Regions from separate parts of the Mus musculus genome. Here region 2 is linked to region 1. Evidence: chromatin contacts called from public HiChIP or PLAC-seq data. All regions are on one chromosome and are shown on one strand. The core of a region is the stretch at or near the end of the contact, and the rest is flanking DNA. Distances in the headings are between cores, read along the strand shown. Region 1 holds the start of H2-DMb2 (histocompatibility 2, class II, locus Mb2). Region 2 holds the start of Zbtb22 (zinc finger and BTB domain containing 22).

Evidence for each region. HiChIP or PLAC-seq counts read pairs in DNA pulled down with a chosen protein or histone mark.
Region 2: an H3K4me3 HiChIP or PLAC-seq map of bone marrow-derived macrophages shows a contact between it and region 1, with 2.3 times the contacts expected there. The contact joins the promoter of Zbtb22 here to the promoter of H2-DMb2 in region 1. A contact is called at or near these places in 7 of 39 promoter capture datasets (the C10 cell line, the HPC-7 cell line, cranial neural crest and 3 more), 1 of 115 datasets of contacts at active chromatin or transcription factors (bone marrow-derived macrophages) and 3 of 9 other capture datasets (adipose tissue, liver and pancreatic islet).

The regions. Positions count from the first base shown.
Region 1 is chr17:34,142,192-34,146,942 of GRCm38.p6, reverse strand. It overlaps H2-DMb2 (histocompatibility 2, class II, locus Mb2), which reads right to left and starts at 1,694. Exons shown (of 6, transcript NM_010388.5): 1 at 1,473-1,694. The coding sequence starts at 1,527.
Region 2 is chr17:33,913,791-33,918,288 of GRCm38.p6, reverse strand. It overlaps Zbtb22 (zinc finger and BTB domain containing 22), which reads right to left and starts at 2,113. Exons shown (of 2, transcript NM_020625.3): 1 at 2,016-2,113; 2 at 1-1,472. The coding sequence starts at 1,406. Daxx (Fas death domain-associated protein) reads right to left here. Exons shown (of 8, transcript NM_007829.4): 7 at 4,227-4,446; 8 at 2,699-2,946. The coding sequence ends at 2,887.

The DNA of each region.
Region 1 (4,751 bases), core at 445-2,944:
TGAACCCTTTGTTCTTTAAAATATTCCTCATGGTGTTAGAGATGTGGCTGGATGTTAAACGTATATGTTGCTTGCAGAAGTTGAGGTTTCCAACTACAGCACCTACCCCCAATGGCTCCCTCTATCCCCAGTTCCAGAGAGTCTGAGACCCTTTTGGCCTCATCAGACACTACATAGATGTGGTGCACACACAGACAAGCACGGATGAGAGTGCACACACGCTCATGCACACACACACACACACACACACACAGATAGAGACAGAGATAGAGAGACAGAAAGAGAAAGAGAGAGACAAGAGACAGAGACAGGGAGATAGGCAAAGAAATACAGACAGACAGAAACAGAGAAGCAGGAGAGAGAAATGTTTTTAAACTCTTGCAGTAAATGAACAATAACGGTCTATTTGCACAGACGCTGTGCCTTCTCCATTTTCCAAGCCAAGGGGCTCTAACTCAGCCAAGCTGGGCAGAAGTCGCGGTAATCCTGGGGCTTCCCTCTTGTGCTTGATGTGAGTGCTGGGAATTGAACCTGGGTCCTCAGCAGAGTCACCCAGTTCTCTTCATTGCTGAGCCACCTCCCCAAGGCTCTGACACTAAATCAGGCTGTTGCTTTCCACCTGCAGTGGTCTAAGGTCTTAAGGTAACAAATTTAAATAACTTAGTATACCCGGCTTTCCTAACAACAGCCAACCAAACAAAACTCAGAAAAGGCATTTTCAAGCTAATTCCACTCTTCTACCAAAATCATATGGTGTGATAGACTTCCACATCTGGCAGGGCATAGGTTTGGGACGAGCTTGAGGCTCATGTGCACAAGGCTGAAAACAATTAGCGCTTCTGTATGTGAGACTGGATGACAAGGGAGGACAACCCAAGATTCCTGTGTGGCATGCATGGCTGTCTACCCCAAAACAGACCTGCAGAGCACCTCACTATTGACAGGGACATAGAGTAATGTGGTTGGCATACTTGTGATCCCAGCACTGAGGCAGGAGGATTGCCATGAGTTTAAGGCAAGTCTGGCTATAGAGCGTGACTGTCTCCAATGAGAAAGAAACAGACAGACTACAGTCAGACAGATAGATAGACAGACAGACAAACAGACCAACAGGAGGAGGGAAGGGGACAGGAGAGAAAGAAACAGAGTCAAGAAGTAGTCAGTCTTGCTCTGTGCTGGAAATATTCTTGACTTTGATACCACAGAACACTTATGTCATGCCAGGCACCATGTTAGGAACCAGGACCCAGCAGTACCCAGTCCTAACCTACGTCCCCACAGGGACATCCTTCACACAGTCTATGAGAATGGCTCATTATTAAAATTGCTGTAAAATACAGTGCACAGGGCTGGAGGAATGCCATAGTCTGGAGACTGGCTACTCTGGGGCACTCAGACCTGTTAGCTAGCAAAAATGAACATGTTTTACCCAAACAGGAGCAGGAGAGAGAAGGTTCAGGAGGTTATCTTACCTGCCCCCATACAGTGCAGACTGAGGACCAGCAGCAGCAGCCAGAGTGCAGCCATGTTCCACTCTCTGAAGGTGCAGGAAGGCCAGGCCCCTGGGCACCTCCTGCAAGGGCCTCAGGTTCTCTCCTGCCCCAGCCTGGGCAAATGATCTTCACACACTGAGGTAAATATGGTACCTCTTGCTCAGGCCCCTTGCTCCTTGCTGCCTATGTGGCCCCGAGTCACTCAGCCCCTCCTTTGTACCCACTCACTCAACCAAATCTGGGGTCCTAAAGGGAGTGGTCAGATTAGCTGGGTAGTTAAGTCAGTCCAATCACTAAGTGACTTAGCCTAGCATCATCGGTTAATAGGTAAACCTCATTGTGCCCTGTGCTTTAAGAACAGGACCTTCTAGGTGGTTTCCTGAGGTCCCTGGGGGTGATCGCTGAAGCATTTCCAGGAAATACAACCCTGGCCTGCCCCTGGGTTGACTTTCTCATCTCACACACTTCCAAAAGAAAAAAGAAAAAGAAAAAACAAAAAAACAAAAAACTTCTAGACAACTTTCTTCCTCTCTGAAAGGGACGTTGCCTAGGAGATAGTACATACACCCCTGGTCTGTCCTGTCACTCAGGAGGACACAGGTGGCAGAGGCAAGACTGTAGGGAAGGAAGGAGGTACAGATAGTGTACACAGTTGCCTTGTGTCAGAGCAGGACTGGACGACAGAAAGCAATCCAACCTTAGAGAGCAGGGGCCAGCCTGGAAACCCCATTCCCTCCTGGGCTGCTTACCAAGCCTCCGTTCCTCCTAGGCTGTAGGAGCTGCTTTGGGAGCCAGGACGCCCTATCTTCCTGCACTCGCGCATCTCTGGGGCAGTTCTACTGAAGCTCTTGGTCAAAAGCTGACCTCAGGCCCAAGCTCAAGCGTCTTCCCCTCCAGAGTCTCTGCTTCCCTGAGTGTGCCCTGCCCCATGCTCCGCTCTGTTGAGCTGACCTCTGGATTAGGAAGATGCTATAGTAGAGATGTGGTGCCCCTACTATTCTCCTGGAAAGGACATTATCTACTGGTGACACTTGAGTGTGTTTGCACATGTGCACAGGTGTTCCTGTGTGTGGGTGCTTGTGTGTATACAGCATGCATGCACCTATGTGCAAATGTGTGCAGAGGCCACAGGAACACCTTCCACCTTATTGGTTGTTGTTTTTTGAGACAGGGTCTCTTGATGACCTGGAGCTGGCCAGGTAGGCTGGGCTAGCTAGCCGGAAGCCCGGGGACACACCTGCCTCTGCCTCTGCCTCTGCAGCAATGGAACCACAGCTGTGCACAGACATGTCAGGCTTTTTTGTGGCGTTTTGTTTTGTTTGTATTGTATGTTTTTGTTTTAATGTGGGTCCTGGGGATTGAACTCAGATACTCCCAATTGTGCAGCAAGCAGTTTACCAACCTAGCCATCTCCCCAATCTTAGTGCACTTTTCTTTTTGTGCTAAGAATTCAACCCAGAGCCTCATACACAATAGGATAGATTTTAAATGGCAAGTGCATCTTTTGTTGGACTGTGAATTGCAAAACTGATAGTGTCTTCTATGCCTATAGAAATCTTACATTGATCTCATAAACACACAAACACACACACATGTGCATATATACATACATACACATATAGGCATACACATATACAAACATACATACACCATACATACACCCCACAGTCACACACACTCACAGACACACAGACTCACGGACGTGTCCTCCTCTCTCTCTCTCTCTCTCTCTCTCTCTCTCTCTCTCTCTCTCTCTCTCTCTCTCCTGGGCTGGGAAGAACCCAGATAACCGAAGTTGGTGACACTTCTGCTGAGAAAAAGGGGAAGAGAGGAGCCACAGTCACCCCAACCCCCTCAAAGGCTTACTCCACCCTCCTCCGCCCCCCAACCCACTCCACCCCCCCACCCCCCCACACACACCTGCTCATTTGCAGAGCTCCGTCTGCTCCAGGAGTCCCATCTCTTTTACCTTCTCTTAAGACAGCTCCAAAACAATACAAGTGACTCCCAGCCTCCAAGCCCTCTTTTCCTGGTATGCCTTTCTTCTGTTGCAGGAATCCAGTCTTGACCCCATCTCTGAGCCTACTACCTGTAGCCTAGAGAGAAGGCCTGCAGAGCCTCACTTGGGCACCCTCCCCCTCATGGGCGTGGCCACGGCAGTGGGACTGAGTGGAGTCCCCTCCGGGAGTCTAGCTCTCTGCTCCAGTAGTCAAGGAGATGTGAAACCTCTTGAGACACCACAGGAAGCCGTAGGAGAGGATTTCACTTCCATATTCATGTGAACATGTACGGAGGGTTTTAGAGTCAAAACGGAAGCCCCAGAGACCTGTGCTCAGCAAAGCGGTTCCTTCTACACACACACACACACACACACACACACAGAGGGCTTCTGTTTACCAGCACAGCTAGCAATAGGGCCTCCAGTCAGGGTCCCATGGACCATTCTTTGAAGGCTACTACTTGAACACACACACACACACACACACAGTCCTCATCTTTCCTGCCTCTCCACCTGGCCTGGCTCCCACATGCCTGCAGTGGGCTAACACTGAGGGTTTGTGCCAAGCATTATAGGTAATTCACAGGAGAGGAAGGCAGTACTGCCTAGTTCTGACTCCCCTTCGCCCCCGAGCCTGGCAGTACTGGATGGAGTTAATGGAGTTCCACAAGGAGATGGGGGTCACTGGAAACAGAAACGTGTGCCAATATTGATACTGTCACTGGAGTTGACATTACGGGAAGTCACACATGTGGCCCTGTGTTTTCCGTGGGACGGTGGCCTTAACCATATGAGTTTCTTCTAGGCATTTCCTAAATTCATCCCATGTAAGCCCTCTGCTTCCTCTTCTGCACAGATGGTTTTAATTCAAGGCCACATTTTGTGACAGAAGAAAAAAAAATGCTGGACCAGTCAATCACTTGTCCACAGTGGCTTTCGGAGCCAAAACTAAATAATTTTATTCAGAGAATCAACTGTATGTATATGTCACTGGAGAGTGACCAACTGGAAGCCTCTTTTTTTTCTTTTTTTTTTTTTGAGACAGAGCCTCACTACGCAGCATAGGATGGCTTTTAGCTTTGGCAATGTTCCTGCCTCAGCCTCCCAGATGCTGGGAGTGCAGGCGTGTCCCACAATGCACAGCAGAAGGTACTTTCAGCATCTATTCTGTCCTAAGTTGTTGCACGGAGTATCATGTTCCCAGAAATCATAAGAAAAAGCTGAACATACAGTTCAAAACATTGACGGAATGGTGTGCT
Region 2 (4,498 bases), core at 864-3,363, 230 kb after region 1:
CCACCAGAGCCACTTGGTATGCCCAGCCCCACCGCAGAGGTGCCCCCGAGGGTCACTGCCCCGTGCTCAGCTGTGTTCCCTGGTGGCTGGCCTGGAGCCTGTGAAGAGGAGGATGGGAAAACCAAGATCTGGTTGCCCGGCACATCCAATGGAAGGAGGGGTCGTGGAGGGTGGGTGAGGGCATAGGAGGAAGGGGTGGGTCCTCCGGGGTCATCAAGCCCTGCCCCAGCGCCCCCACCCTCATAGGGGCCAAAGTCATTGGAGGATTCACAGAAGTTGACCTGCTCTTCCCCCTTGTCTGCAGGCTCGGTCAAGGTCCGAACATCACTGATACTGAGGGTAGCCTCGGGCTCTCCCCCTGCAGGAACCCCAGAGCCGCCTCCCATTTCTTCATCCTCATCATCCTCACAAGTCAACACCAGATCTTCCTCCTCTTCCTCATCTTCTAGATCGGGGTCTTGGTGGACCAGGGAGGCTGGTGCAGGGCAATTTCTAGCTTGCTTCACATACACCCAGTGTTTCTGTGGCACTGCACTGGCAGGCATGCAGTTAGACCTCCGGAGCCCAGCCCCGGGGGCCACGGCCCCTCTCCCATCCCCACCGTCATCGCATAGCTCATCGGCCTCCAGCAGCAACTTCCCGGAGGTGGTACCCGCACTGCCAACCACAGGGGCTGGGAACACCGGGCCACCATCCCGACGGTTCCCACTACCTGCTGCTGAGGCCACAAATGCATCCTGGGAGGTAGAGGAGAAATCAGTCGACTCCCGGGGGCTGAAGTAGTTGCTACTGCTGGGAGACTGATTCTCACTGGCCCTGCTGGAGGTATGGGAACGGACAGAGCCTACGGTGGCAGGGGCGACAGTGCCCCCATTCCCTGATGGGACACTGGCACAAGGGACAGAGACAGAGGGGGCTGCAGCAGTAGTGACAGTGGTTGTAGTGGCTGCGGATCGACCCTCCCGAAGGAGTTCAGTGCACTTATCCACAATGTGCCACATCTGGAGGACCGACCCCACTGTGAGGAAGTTGACAATGTCCGCAGCAGCCATGCTGAGGCGGCCCGTGTAAGCTGAGGCCAGGACAGTCTCAAAAGCGCCTGGGTCCATGACGCTTGGCAGGGAAATGGAAGTCATGCCTTTCAGTAGGACCTGGTCGTGGAAGTAAGGAGAGGAGGCAGCCAAGACGGCCCTGTGAGCGCGGAACTCCCGTCCCTGCACGCGGATGGACACATCACAGAGCTGACCCTGGAGCCGCTGCTGGTTGAGGGATTCCAGGAGGGCACTGGTCACCTCAGGGAAGGACACGTGTACCACTGCAGCTGCCGGCAGAGGCAGTGGCGGTGGAGCCAGTGACAGAGGCAGTGGGAGTGTGGCCCCACTGGGTGACAGAGCAGACGGCTCCATGCTGTGGAAGGAGATACCCCCCCAGCCACAGGAACAAAGGAAAGAAGAGGGCGGCCGGGGGGGTCTCTAGGGAAAAAAAAAAAAAAAGAATAACAGCATTTTGAAAGCATCACTGATTTTAAGCCATCACAGTATTTAAAAAAAAAAAACAGGTACCCCTGTCAACCCCATGGTACAGACGGGGCAACTGAGGCTCACTATTAAGTAAAACATCCAATCAAACACCACCAAACCGCAGCGCTAGCAAAGAAAGTATTCCAAGTTTAGTACTCTCGCTCCTGGGTCAGGAAATAGGGGGCTCTCAGGGAAGGGGCGTCTATCCTAGTCTACGGCTTCACTCTCAAAAGAACGCCCCCTCCTTGGTGTTGCGTACCGATTTTCTTGGGGTGAAGGGGTGTTCTCCACAGTTCTCAAGCTCCTCCCCCTAGAGCCCCCAGTTGATCCCGACCCCGCCCCTTCAGGACCCTCCAGGGCTCCGCCCCCTGGATCCCCGACCCCGCCTCGTGTTTGCCCCCGCCCCCGAACCCCGCCCCCCAGTCCTCCCCAATCGCGCCCTCGGACTGTTCCCCAGCCTGAGGGGGGCCCCCAGCCCCGCGCGCCCCCGCTTACCTGGCCGCGCGCCCCCGGGCCCCCCCCCTCACTCCGCGACCAGAGCCGCAGCCCCAGCCCCTCCCGCCGCCATCTTGTGCCGACTCCCTCCGCCTTCCGCCTCCACTCCGCCTCCCGGACCTGCGACCTTAAAGGCGCAGGCCAGCACCCCTCCTGTGCCGCTGGGCAAAAGTCGACCGACAGCGACACTTTTCCTTTAAAGAACCGGCGCTTCATTCCGCCTTAAAGGTACCAGGTCCCGTCTGCGGCTGAGGACTCAGGAATTGGTTTGGCCGAAACCTTCGTTCCCCTTTAATCCGACAAGCCTACCTTGTCTCATTGACCAGTGCTGGCTTCCGCTTCCCAGGCTCCACCCCGAGCTCTGGACGTTAGCTTGCTCGCGGGATCTAACAGCCCTTTTCCCAGCATATGAGAACCCCCCAAGCCCCGCCCCCCTCCTCCAGGCCTGGATTGGCCAAATCACCTTGAGTCAGCCCCTGATTGGCCTTTTCACTCAGACCGCTCAAAACGAGAGAGGAAAGCTGCTTAAGAAGGCTTCCGAAGCACTTATCTTTAAAAGTGCCTAGGGGAAGAAGGCTCAAGGAAGGGTTAAGGATGAGGACGCCCTAAAAAGAGAGCCAGGATAGAAAAGGCAGATCCAGGTGACAGCTGTCACAAGAGAAAAGGCAAAGTAAAGGAAAGAATACAATAAAAAGAAATTCATTGTTTATTAATGTGTCTGTGTAAAACTTAAAACATTTTGATTTTTTTTTTTTGTCAAAAGAAACACCATCAAAACGGGAGGAGCTCTGTCCATCTTTTACTCCATCATCTTCCAACAGCCATACAAAAAACCTTCTGGATGCAGGGAGCACGGGGAGCATGGGGCCTGCTAATCAGAGTCTGAAAGCACGATGATCTCCTCCGGGTCGCACTGTGTGGCCACACTGGTCTGCAGACAAGTCAGAGGAGAAAGAAGGGTGAGCCAGGCATGGCGGCTCACGCCTTTAGTCCGAACACTCAAGAGGCAGAGGCGGGCTGATATCCGAGTTTGGGGCCAGCCTGATCTACTACATACAGAGTTCTGGGACAGTCAGGGCTACATAGAAAGACCTTGTCTCAGAAACAAAACAAAGCAGGATGGAAGGCTGGAAGATGGCTCAGCCACTAAGCACGCAGCTGCTTTGCAGAAGACCCGAGTGTTGTATCCAGTCTCACATGGCGGCTCTCTGCCTTCTCCGTGACTCCAGATCTATAGGATCAGACGCCCTCTTCTGGCCTCCATGAGCACCAGACACAAATGTAGCACATAGGTATGCATGCCAACAAAACACCTATTTACATAAAATAAGTCTTTTTTGTTTTGTTTTACATGGTCTCACTATGTAACCTTGACTGTCACTGGGTAGACTAGACTGTGGCCTTGAAGTTAGAGAGACCTGTATGCCTCTGCCTCCTGGTTGATGGGGTTAAACCTAAACACACACACACACACACACACACACACACACACACACACAGCCAGTCTTTGAGACTTTGTGTGTTCTTTTTCCTCCCCTTTATCCGCCCCCATCACTAGATAGAAAAGAAAGGATAGACAGGAGAGACAGGATCTCTGATTCTAATGTCTCTCTTCCTGTTTGTTCTTTGAGCAAGACTACTAACAAACCACAACCAACCCCTGTACTACCACCAACCATGCTTCCTGGAAGGTGGGGAGGCTCTGCCATTTATATGCTCTCCTGAAAAGTTCCCAGAATTCCAAACATCACTTCACACAACCAAAGCAACTATCTGTAGCTGGTAAAGCCACACCTCTAGAGCTCACAGTCACAGTCAGTTGGAAGCAGCCCCACACTCCACACCGGGATTAAAATGAAAACCTATTTCACTGGTTTTTTGTTTGTCAGTTAGTTGGTTTTTGGGTTTTAGACAGTTTCTCTGTGTGGCCCTGGCTGTCCTGGGACACACTTTGTAAACCAGGCTGGCCTCAGACTCAAGAGAGATGCTCCTGCCTCTGCCTCCCAGGATCAAAGGCATGTGTCGCTACCACTCAGCTCTGAGTTGTTATAAAGACGCCAAAATTCCAAAACTGTCACTACACAAGCATGCATGCACGTGCACGCACTTGCGGGCGGGCAGGAAGATGGGGAAAACAGAGGAGCAGGAGGTGCAATACCCACAGAAAGGGAAAGGGTGAGAATGCAGTGCCAGGGGACACTGCCCACTCACCTTATAAATACACTGCCGGAGAGACTGAGCCTGGGGTGTCTGGAGAAGCAGGGATGGAGAAGGGCTGCACAGAGAGCTGGTCACCAGTTCATGGCTGGGAGAGTCCACCCTTGTGGAGGAATCAGCGACAGAAGCCACAGAGGCCAAGGGGGGGGATGGCATAGGCTGGACACTTGTGTTCTGCCCACTGTCCTGCTGTGCCATCGGTTCTTTTATATAGCTAAGGACAGAAGAAAAATGACAGAAAGGGCCTGAGGCTGCAGGGAGACCTA